Regions from separate parts of the Bos taurus genome. Here region 2 is linked to region 1. A link is a contact called in public Hi-C data. All regions are on one chromosome and are shown on one strand. Each heading gives the region's core, a stretch centred on a gene start, on an enhancer-like site or on the middle of the called end of the contact. The rest is flanking DNA. Distances are from core to core; before and after follow the strand shown. Region 1 overlaps ITPR1 (inositol 1,4,5-trisphosphate receptor type 1). Region 2 overlaps ITPR1 (inositol 1,4,5-trisphosphate receptor type 1).

Evidence for each region. Hi-C and Micro-C count contacts between places; a contact is called where the count stands out from the background.
Region 2: a Hi-C map of an unstated tissue shows a contact between it and region 1, with 2.9 times the contacts expected there. The contact joins two enhancer-like sites. A contact is called at or near these places in 2 of 11 Hi-C or Micro-C datasets (liver and an unstated tissue).

The regions. Positions count from the first base shown.
Region 1 is chr22:21,536,483-21,542,390 of ARS-UCD2.0, reverse strand. The region is part of intron 57 of ITPR1 (inositol 1,4,5-trisphosphate receptor type 1); the gene reads left to right. Among named protein-coding and RNA genes, the nearest start is that of BHLHE40, 130 kb to the right of the region's middle. Within about 2 kb of position 3,085, at least 46 of the 102 cell types and tissues checked have an H3K27ac peak or open chromatin away from gene starts, as enhancers often do. A contact at or near this core is called in liver, where this site is marked.
Region 2 is chr22:21,642,225-21,648,132 of ARS-UCD2.0, reverse strand. The region is part of intron 39 of ITPR1 (inositol 1,4,5-trisphosphate receptor type 1); the gene reads left to right. Among named protein-coding and RNA genes, the nearest start is that of MIR2285AM, 160 kb to the left of the region's middle. Within about 2 kb of position 2,777, at least 28 of the 102 cell types and tissues checked have an H3K27ac peak or open chromatin away from gene starts, as enhancers often do. A contact at or near this core is called in liver, where this site is marked.

The DNA.
Region 1 (5,908 bases), core at 1,836-4,335:
CTGGAGGCTGCCTGAGCAGAAGGTCCTGAGCCAGCTGGGGAGGCGGGCGGACTCGCCTGGAGGTTCTTCCTGAGGAATCTCCAGCCTGCCTGCCCAGCCCTGCTCCGCACAGCGCCGCCACCCCTCACCCCCGCCCTGACCTTTCTCCCCTCCTCTGTAATCCTGGGCTTCCTCCACCCGGCAGCCTGGGTACCCAGGGCCCAGCGGTGCCTCTCTGACTGATGGATGCTGCCATCTCGAGGCCCCAGTGCAGGCCCAGCATCCCTTCACCTGAGGGTCCACAGAGACATGGAACGGCGGCTCTGCAGCTGGCCTTGCCTAGGGATTTCATCAGAAATGGGTGCGGTCCTCTCTCTGGCGAGGGCCCGGCCCTGTTACACTGTATCATCCAAGAACAACTATTAACCAAGTCTGGGAAGAGTGAGTGGTCATTCCAGCCCAGCTGAAGATTATATAACAGGGCCCGTCTGGGTGATGTCGGCTGAGACGAGAGCAGACCGGGCTCATGCCTGTACTCGGGGCCGGCCTGGGCACTCTTCACGTGGCTCCACCAGGAAGAGAGAAATCCCTTCGTCTGAAATCTGGGAAAGGAAGAACTCACTCACGTGGGATCTAGCACGACACCTGGAGTCAGCATCTCAGACGACAGACCAGCTCTGTGACCTTGGGCTGCTGACACTGACCTGTGGTACTTTTGCATCGTACTTTCCAGTTGACAGACACATTCTCACAGCCGTTTGATTCTTACATTAACCCTGTGAAGTAGCTTTCAAAAAAAGGGAAGCAGAAACCCAGGTTGGTTGGCTGACTCGCCCAGCTCGCTGCCCTGTGAACACTCTGGGCATCTGGGCTTCAGTTCCTGACTCCAGGACACGGCTCCTTCCCATTGACACACTGACAGCCTGAGGCTGCTGCAGAAACCGACCTCTGACATTCAGGGACCTGGATCCTTGAATTAGGGTCTGGCATCCCTCATAGCTCAGTTGGTAAAGAACCTGCCTGCAGTGGAGGAGACCTGGGTTCGATTCCTGGGTTGGGAAGATCCCCTGAAGGAGGAAATAGCAACCCACTCCAGTATTCTTGCCTACAGAATCTCAAGGATAGAGGAGCCTGGCAGGCTACAGTCCATGGGGTCCCAACAGTTGGACATGACTTAGCGACTAAACCACCACCAACAAATTCGGGGTGTGGGATCCTTTTTTTTTTTTTTAATTTAAGAGATTTTACTTTTTTACAGCAGTTTTAGGTGTACAGAACTGCTGAACAAAAAGTCCCGAGTTCTCATATGCCCCCTTCTCCCTACCTTGCCTGCCAGTTCCCCTCTTAGTAACTTGTTTACTGTGGTGTAGTTACTCCAATTGATAAACTAATAATACAGTAATTAGTAACTAAAGACGGTATTTACACCAGGGTTCATGCTTGTGTTGTGCTCTGTCTGTTCATCACTACCGCCCCCAACCACTGATTCTTTTTTACCTTTGGGATTCATTGTTTTAGGTTTTTTTTTTTTTTTTTTTGTCTTTTTAAATGTGTCATAGATACTATGGCAATTTTGGAGTCATTGAGCATAGAGATCATTATCATTTTTTTCACCCAAAGTAACAAATTCTGGGTTTTGTTTGTTTTCTCTGATCTTAGGAAAGAGAGCTCTGAAGATTATTTTCTTCCTCTTTAATGCAAATAATCACTTTAACTTGGGCTTCCTAGGTTGTGCTGCTGCTAAGTCGTGTCAGTCGTGTCCAACTCTGTGCGACCCCATAGACGGCAGCCCAACAGGCTCCTCTATCCCTGGGATTCTCCAGGCAAGAATACTGGAGTGGGTTGCCATTTCCTTCTCCAATGAGTGAAAGTGAAGTCGCTCAGTCGTGTCCAACTCTTAGTAACCCCATGGACTGGAGCCTACCAGGCTCCTCCATCCATGGGATTCTCCAGGCAAGAGTACTGGAGTGGGGTGCCATTGCCTTCTCCACCTAGGTTGTGCAGTGGTAAAGAATTCACCTGCCAATACAGGAGACTCAGGTTCTATCCCTTGGTCAGGAAGATCCCCTGAAGAAGGGAATGGCAACCCGCTCTAGTATTCTTGCCTGGGGAATCCCATGGACAGAGGAGCTTTGTGGGCTGCAGTCCATGGGGGTCGCAAAGAACAGGACACAACTGAGCGCACACACGCACAATCACCTTCACTCACAAGAGAGGCAAATGTTTAAAGTTTATTGAGTGTAATATATTCCTGCTGTAGAAAAGTTAAGGATTATCTTCAGTCTTCCTTCTCCGCCCTCTTCCAGGCATTTTCTGGGAGTTTGGGTACATGAAGCCAAGAGTCTGTTTCCAGGCTGCCCCTCCCCCACTTTGGTTCACTCCAGCCATCCCCAGGCACTCTGGGAAATCCAGTCTGTCATCTTGCTTGGTAAGATAAGGTGCAGTGCCTTTGACATTTGCTTTGAAAGGACCATCTCTGCTCTCCTGAATCTTCCCCAAGGGGATTCTGAAGGGTGGAGGGGACTCTGTGGCTTACAGGTCCATCTTCCTGGGACCCATCTTCTGGCCAGTGACTCTGTCTTTTATCCTCATGACGCCACCAGAGAAAAAAAAATCGCAATTCTCTAGTCTGGCTGTGAAAGAATAACGGATTTAGCCATAAATGCTGCGTTGTTTACATGGTAAACAAAACTCTACCATCAGTGGACTTTCTCTGAGGAGGTAACTGATGATCTCAGCTGTCTTTCTTAGAACTGCCTCTTCAGTTGAACCTGGGAAGAGGGAGAAAAAAAAAAAAAACACACTTCTCAGAATGATTAGCATTTGCATCATACAATCCAACTTCCTCTCCTCCTCTCTCTCTCTCTCTCTCTCTCTCTCTCTCTCTCTCTCTCTCTCTCTCTGTTTCTCTCTCTCTCTCTCACACACACACCCTCCCTCTTTCCAGTCAAGAACATTTCAAGAGGTCAGTGCCGCCCCCGTGTCTAAAACTTCAGTGTTTGCTTTGCAGGGACTTTTCCAACTTTACCTAGAAAAGAACTAACCAGAACCTTAGCACTTGTGGTCAGCCTGCTTCCGGCTGTGGCTTGAGTCGGTTTGTCTGCTCTGACAGAGGAAGTGCTTGCTGTGACGGGAACCGCACTGGCTGGATTGTAGGAGGACTGGGGCAGACAGTGCCTAAGGACATTGGCATGTGAGGTGCCAGCAGCAAGGAGGGTGAGCGAAGCCCAGCGGGGCTCCCAGACCCAGGGCGACAGATGTGGCCAACAGACAGGCGGTGAAGCCACCAGCCCTCGCCCAGCCCCACCCTCCTGACCACACACACACCCGCCAAGATGAGTTCATGTATAAACAACATATCTTCGCTGGAGATGACTTTCTCAAAAACTCAGTAGAAGCTGGGCCACTGAGACATATTTGTGACCTGGAATAGACGTGAAGGTGGGATTTTTGCAAACGTTCAGAGACCTTCAGAGTCTGGCTGGCTGGAGAGGCAGGGGTGCGCACTTCACAGGAGTCACTGAGTGCTCTAACCAGCTCAGCATTTGGTGTGAAAGGCTGAGCTAGATTGAAAGTCACTTCTCTCTCTGCTCCTCTGCTAAGGCTGGAGAGTCTTAGGATTTTTCCTGTAGAGATTCGGATCTCTGTGTGGCCAGGTCACAGTGTGAGGAGCCTTCACACTGCACTGGAATTTACCCTACCGCACAGGATGTAAAACCCAGTGGAAATGGAGGGCACAGTTTGGCCAGAATAGCTAATTTTAACTCGTAGGTAATTTGAGATTTGACTTAACAGCCAGGGTGATTATTTAAGTAAAATATTGGCTACACCGAGGATCTCAAATTTTTGGTACATACCCATGTCAGGGCAGAAGAGCGAATGACACCTACTGGCCAGAGCACTCAGGTTCCCTTGTTTGGGGTTTTAGTGGGGCCCCCAACTCTGCTTCTTACTGTCAGATGTAAATGTTAGAGGAGGGCTATAAGGGAGAAACTTGAAGGTGGTCACCGGGAAGTATCTAGACCAGGAAATCCTGTCCGTCCGTTTGCACTGAAGACTCTCATGAGACGGAGAATGAAGACTTATCACTAGAATCCGGGCACAGGGTCCAAAGTGACCTGTAGAAAGGATGACCTTTCTATAAAATCATGGGGTTTTACCTTTAAATCTGACTCAATTTCATGTTCTGCTCCAGGGCATATTTTGAGGCTAATATATTTTCAATCGTTAACCGTTGATAAGATGGACATTCAAATGAGATGGGTTATTTCTGTCTATGGCTTTGTGTAGCCCTTAGACAGGGTCTTCATCCCCAGGAGTACAGGGAGCCGGTGTACAGAAGCACAGAGAAGGCAAAAGCAAACAGCATCAGAGTGCATCTCTTGACCCTTGAGGGGAGGAGCACAGATGCCAGTAGCAGCCACCTTTGGGCCAGTGGAGCCCGTTCACCGGTCCAGCAGACACTGGGCACCGAGCACTTGGAGCTGAGACTGCAGTGGGTCCATGGAAGTGCAGAGCCACGCCCTGCAGCCACATTCCTGGCACTACCGCCCCTTGGGGATTTAGGGACCTTGCCATCCTGTCTCTAGACCCTCAGCACTCAGGCCTGTGCCAGGCACAGAAATTACCAACGGTCTTTTCAGTAATCAGTTGTTGGATGGGGGCTGTGTATTTTGCATTTGTCAGAGGCCTTTCTGAAGCCATTGCTTCGGAGTCACGGGATCACATCACATACCCCACGGAAGAAGGTAGGAATCCACTGTGAACAAAGTCTCTTTTCCGTCTATAGTTATTTGATCACTTGCTCTTTAGAATAAGAAGAAACTGTTCTTTAAGGTACGTGCAGACTTTGCATCGATTTTCTGTATTCTTTTGAAGCCCTGTTTAATGTGGATTTTGTTTGGAAAGCTGTTTTCTATTTTTGTGGAGGATTCGCTAAGCCAATGCACATATGAAAGATCTGAGAGCCAGGTTTGAGGTGAATCCTCTGGCCATTTTCAGCAGTTCCCCTGTATGTCAGGCACTGGTGACTGTGCTCACCTTCACCCCAGCGCCTCACCAGGCGGGGGCTCCAGTCACTTTCTGCCCTTCCTCACCACCTGCTGTCCCTGCTGCCTCCCTGCCTTACCAGCCCAGCTGTCCAGCCAGCATCACACACGGGCCCACCGCAGTCTGTCTGCTCTCCTCCCCAGCTCAGGCCACTCTGGTTTCCGGGCTATGCGCAACCGCCTGCTGAGTAGCCCTCACGCTGACCCCTCGTGTGGCCAAGTGCAAACCTTCCCCGAGACCCAGGCCTTCCAGGAAGAGGACACCAGCCGCTCACAGCCCCCGCAGTCACATCCGATGTTGACCTGACTCTCGCTCCCTTGACACAGCCTAGCTGCTTTCTTCAGTTCTGCTTTTTAACAGCCAGTTTCCTTAACTAAACTGCAAGCACTCTGATGGGTGGAACCCGGGCTCATACTTAGGTTTCAAAGCCATGACCACCTTAACAAGGTCCAGGAGGCAGGGACCAAGTGCAGGGGCCTCACTGCTGGGTCGCCAACACCAAGTACATAAGGACTTCTGAAGCAGTTGTACGTCTTAAAATGTTTTCTTCCAAGAGTGCTTCTGCTTTTGAGTTGAATCCAAAGAACTAGCAGATACTTCCTTCAAATATACTCAGCAGTAGCAGCTTACAGTTTGTAAACACCAGGTCATTCTCAGGGTCTCCTGTGAAATACAGGGATTTCCTTCTTCCCCACCCTCTACCAGTCACCCTCTCTTCTGGGGCTGGTTCTGCGCTACCATCTTGGAACACCCTCCCGATAGGATATCTGTGGTATCCCCATGGATGGTGTGTCTATATGCTCTTCAGAGTCTGATGGTTTCAGTGGGACTTTGGGTCTTTCCTCTTTACCTTGCTTCCTCAGGAGTCAGTGTGCAGACA
Region 2 (5,908 bases), core at 1,528-4,027, 110 kb before region 1:
TGACTTTCAAAAATTAATTTTCTTGTCTACTTCTTTAGATATCTGTTTGCTCTTTTGGTAGACCAATGGATACCTTCTTTTGATGGTATTTGATGGTATTCTACCAAATAGAATATAAGCCCTGCTCTAATAGCTACCACCAGAATTTCAGAAACACTAAGAGATGGTTCAGATACCCCTAAGGAGAATTTGAATCACAGACTTTTTAAAGCTGAAAGCGACGTGAGTGGTTATGAATTTTCAGGTCCCTCGGGAATGGAGGCACTCAGAGAGGTAACGTGAGTGGCCTTAGTTCTGACGGCTATAGCGGGTGAGGCAGAACTAGCGCTGGGCTCAGCTGCCGGCCCGGAGGCTTACTGCTCAACCGCAGTAGATTCTGCAAGCTCAGGCTTCTCCTTAAACCGATCAGCATGAACAGGTGAGGAGGCCATGCTTCTCTGGGGTGAATAGAAAGCGAGAAAAACAGCAGGCTGTCCAGGGGGTTCACCCCTTTAACTACAGTGATTTTTGCTACTTCCTGTTTAGTCCTCTCTCTTCCGGGTTGTTTGTTTGCCAGCAAAACGTCTAACGCTGAATCTTCATGTTGGCAGCCTTCGACTCTTCTTCTTTCTACCTAGAGTTGTAAATGCTTCCCTGACTTGAATTTTTCCTCTAGAATATTGAGGTTGAGTTCCTATTTGTTTAAATACAGATGAAGTCAGGAAAGGAAGGCCCTCCCTTATCGGAGTCTGCAGTGTTATTAATACTCTGTTTTGCACCATAGTAATCATTTGATGTGTTGGCTTGCTCAAGATAGAACTTGGGTCTCCTGGCTGGGAGTTTATTGCTCGCTTATGGAAAGATTCCCCAGTTGGAGCAGGTGTGTTTATAATTATACGCTAGGAAATAGAATACTGTCTGTTTATAAAAGAAGAATGTTCTGGCAGCCCCTTGGATTCTTTGAAAATTCCCTGAGGAAGCAACTGTGGATCCCCTCTCTGTTGTTACCCCTGGCAACCATCCGTGCCCTGGGACACCAACACTGTCCCTAGGCCGGCAGGCTGTTGGATCTGGCCTTCTAAGCAGAGATGCCTGATCGCCTTTTGTCATCCATGGCTGTTCTGGAAATGAGTACAGCTCCTGAGGTTTCCCCTGCCAAGCCTGCTGTCCATGTGTGAGGGTGGAAACCAGCAGCCCACAGCTGGAGTTCTGCAGCAACTCCATTAAGAAACTTAATGAGAGTTCACGCTGGCCCACGTTACAGGCAAGGCCTCCCACCTAAAAATTGCAAACCAGCACTTCAGACTTGAACCTTGCTGAGGAATTGCCCCTGAGCCAGGGTTATGACATATCTGGAAGAGCCGTGATCCCTGGGATGGGAGGGGACCACTACTCTTCAATGATAAAGGCCTCTCAGCCGTTGTGAGAGAAGAGGCGCAGTGAACTGCTTGGAGAAATAGCACAGTGTCTTCTGAGTCTCTGTGTGTGCTCTGAGAAAGGAAGACGAAGTGAGGACAGGTCAGAGTCCCTGTAGGAAGAGTGCATGGTGGAGGCCTTCTCGGCTATCCTGGAGTGAAATTTCATTTGAAACCAGAAAGAGAGGAGGGTTTCCTTTTTTTTTTTTATGATGATGATCATGATTTTTTTGTTATTGCAAATCAAGAGGCAAGGTCTCCATCATTACCACCTGATTTTACCTTTTTCTTGGGGTTCAGGAAGAGGACAGATGAGGGGAGAGGTATAGAATGTTTCTGTCATCTCCAGAAAGAAAACACCCCACGACCCATTCTTGGCTTTAAACAGACACCAGTGACTGCCCAAGACATTAGTTTATCTAACGCTTAAGTGCCTGTTCCATTCCAGGTGCTTTGCTAGGGGTTTTGGATCCAGCAGTGCCCCAAATAGGCACAGTCTGCCCTTCTGGAGTTTATGGTTTTGCCACAGCAGCAGACAGTATTATAAGCCAATGTTAACTGAGACATGTAGGAAGGTAAAGTATAGGGAATCATGTTGTTCAGTCACTAGGTCAAGGCTGACCCTGTGACCCCATGGACTGCAGCATGCCAGGCTTCCCTGTCCCATTCTTTCTCCTGAAGTTGCTCAGATTCGTGTCCATTGAGTCGGTGATGCTATCTCTAACCATCTCCTCCTCTGTCCCCGGCTTTTTCTCCTGCCTTCAATCTTTCCTAGCATCAGGGTCTTTTCTAATGAGTTGGCTCTTCACTTGAAGTGGCCAAAGTTTTGGAATTTCAGCTTCAGCATCAGTCCTTCTAATGAATATTCAGGGTTGACTTCTTTTAGGATTTGGATCATAAGAACATGGGGGTCACAAGAATATGTAGTTTAGGGACTTGGACCTGAGGAGGTCAGTTCACATCAGGCGAGGACCACTGCCCGTGAGCCTGTTAGTGACTCACCGCAATGGAAAAGCGAGATGGGTGCTCCCACTCCTTAAGGTGGCTGCAGCCCGCCTGTATCTGCCAGTATCGAGTCCTCGGCTTCTGCCACCATGCCACCAAGAGCTGCTTCTGCAAGCAAGGGAGACCCCTGTCAATAATAAAATTCAGCAGGGGGGCAAGGGGGAGAGAGAAACAGAGAAACACGAGAATTATTCAGTTTCACCTTCAGGGGGCGTTCTCATGACGTCCAAGCCAGAGTGGAGGTGTCCTACTTTTTTACATCGCTGTGAACTGCTGGGTTGGGCACCTGCCAACATTCAGGCGGCAGTTACATAAGAGCTTCTTTTTTTCCTGGAATTTAGGCTTGCTGCTGATGTGTGACCTTCAACAGTAATTGCCAATAAATGCAGCGGGGCTGTTTACTGTTAGACACTGGCAACCCTGGAGCAAGCGAGCTCAACTCAGAGCATAGAGAAGCTATTGCAGAATCTCGGGAAGTTTTTTTTTGTTTTTTCCTTTCTTTTTCTTTTTAATGCTGAGATGATTCCCTAATGATCGAAGTTGTATAATTCAATCAAGTCAGAATGATTTTCACTTTTGGGTTCAGTTCTGATGAACTTCTTCTGTAAAATATACGTGAAACTGCATCATCAGAGCCAAATAATGTCTATTTCTTGTTTCAAAAAGCCAGTGCCATTAGTAAGGGTATTATGCTAGCTGATGTGCAGATTCAAAGTGGTCCTGCTAAAATACTAGGTAACTTCTCTCTTTGCTCAGCTTTCTTTCAGGTGTTCTGTTCTCTTAATGTGGTTTACAAAGGCTTGTGAAAGGCAGGACCAAGCAAACATATTTGCAAACCCATTTGCTGTTTGTTTGTTTATTTTTTCCCTCCTCTGAGATGGAGTGGGTGAAAAGGGACTGAAGACTGATTCATGGCGTTGGAGATGATAAATTCTCTTTGCTTTGCTGAGAATTCGGTCCATCATACAGTCTTGTTTCTTTTGTTGCTGTTCTTTTTCTTGTTGCTTTAGGTATAAGGTTGGGTTGTTTATTTGATGTTCAGTCTCATTTCTTGAACTATCTTCAGCGTCTGCTAGGGGTGGTCCATGAAAGGAAGACATCTTATTTCAAAGGAAGATTCTAGAAGCCTAGGGGTAGGATTCTTGTTGATGACATCAGGAAACAGAGAGTCTCAGTGGCTGTGTCGTGTGCTGGCCTGTATCGGGCACACACAGATGCCTGTGTGTATGTGTATACGGTATGTATGCATGCGAGTGTGTGCTCTTGTACACACACCACAGATAGGAACCCTGGGAAGCCTGCGGGCTTCTTTTTATTTAAGAATGACAAAGTATGATTTCCCTTCAGTTGTGGTAGAAATTTATCCCTGGGTAAAATGGTAGGTACAGTATGTGCAGAAAGTGAGCATTTCAACGTCTGCATGAATCTACTTGCTACTCTAGTGCTGCAGTTAGGATAACCAGTTGGGATTCTCTGGCTTTCTGCTTCAAAGCCAGTCATTTGAAATCTTTTTTCCTATGAAGTTTGATCTTGCTAACCTTGTGTAAAAGCTCTGGGAAGACTTCAGATCCTAGAAAAACGTGAAGAGGCAACGGAGAGCGATAGTTAGTTTCTAAGTTCAAAACCAGACCGCATCAGCTCACTGCCCGTCAACTGTTGGTCTGGAGAGACTTCACCTTGACTGGAGGGTCAGCACCTCAATATCCTGACTGATCCCGGGGTGAGGTGGTAAAAGACAAGACGTGGGAAACACAGGCATACTCTTTTTCTCAGAACAGTCTCCATTACCGTATGGTCACTGAGCATGATCTTTCATGTTAGCAAAAAAAGTTACTTTGATAATAAAAATGTGCCGAGAAAATCAGTTCATTCATTTACGAGAACTATCCTTTGCTTGGGGTAGTAGGTATATGTGTTTATGTAGCTTATGTAGTTATGATTTGAACATATATGGCTTATTAATATGCTTATTTTTTTCCAAATTGTGGCTGACTGCCTTAAAAGAGCCAATCCTCCCAGAAATACAGCTGAAGTCCTCTTAGGAGGAAGTGCTAATAGAGACCGTTGGTTATTTTGCCAAATCATATGCCAAGCTTGGTTTGGCCTTTCCCATGCCTGAAATCATTCTGTGTTCTATTGGGTTGTCTTATTTAGGGAACTTAGCTGTTTGATGTTACGGAATAAAGTTTACTGAAAATATACCAAGCATAACTTAATGTTTTAGCTGGAAGGAATCCTTATAATACCTGCTCCAGTCTCCTTGAACTACAGGTCAGGCGGTGGAAGCCCAGACAGGTTCAGTGACTGGCTGAAGGTCATACACCACCAGTCCCTGCATGAGCCGCCATCAGGCAATACCCATCCATTGTTTTTGGTTTTTCCTTTCTTTTTTATGAGTGGATGACATTAAAAAATTGTCCTCCTGTATAAATAGTGGTTCTTGAAGAAGAAAAAATTTTCTATTGTCTCAGAGGTCTTCCAGTAACGTTCTAGGAGAAAAGGTCATTAATCTTAATTTTCATTTCAAAAATTAAACACCAATATGACAGCAGTTTAGGGAGGCAGTTGAGTACCAGTCCAATCATAAAACATACCAGAAACCACTGATCTCTTGAGTGCTTAAGAAACAATTCTGTGAACATTCTGAAAGAATTCAAGATGCTTCTTTGGACATAAGGGATATCAAACAAGAGAATTTTAAAAAGACACACGAGTTCCACTCCATCTTGTTCTTTAACTATTATTTTGATTGGCAAGGCAGTAAGAGGGTAGCTGTGTGGCTTCCTATAGTAAATCCGTGTCTGTAATCCTTTTGTTCTGATCATATAGAATCGGTATGAAGGATATGTTGGTGGAATGTGGCCAAAGCTGACTGTAAATGATAGTACTTTTCTCCATCTGTGTCTCCGACTGCTCCAAAGCGCATGGGAACTTGCCTTCATTCTTCTTTTCCTCGTGTGTCCTTTTTGCACGAAGGGCAGATGGTGCATGTGTGTGCACAACTTTACTTCTTCAGCCTAAAGCCTACAGAACGCAGGGGTGGGGTTAAAACGCAGTCTTGGCTCATGATATCATTTATATTATCTGCAGAACACATTCCCCTGAGCTCTAGTTTTGTTTCCCTCACCACACTCAAGTCCTCTCTTAACACCCTGTGCCTCCCGACCCCAACAGGAAGCTAAACACACTGGAGAGAAAGTTGCTCCTTGAGGCAAGTGGAGCTGCACTTATGTCTGAGGGCTCTTCTGTCCAGAACTGAGTGAGCAACTCTCCACATCTGCCTGTTCGTCCTTCATAAAATAATTTAATCTTTGTGGTTGAAGAGATCCCTTATATCTTTACTTCATTTTACCTGTTGGCAAATAGAGAAAAAAAAAAAGAAATTATTAGGTTACAAAATAGCAGTCTTATATTAAGAGCATTTTTTCCATCTTGAGGGTCACACCATGAAAGGGGTATCAAGTGTTGAGCTGGGTTGTGAACCCACAAGATTTCCCAGCTCCCATCCC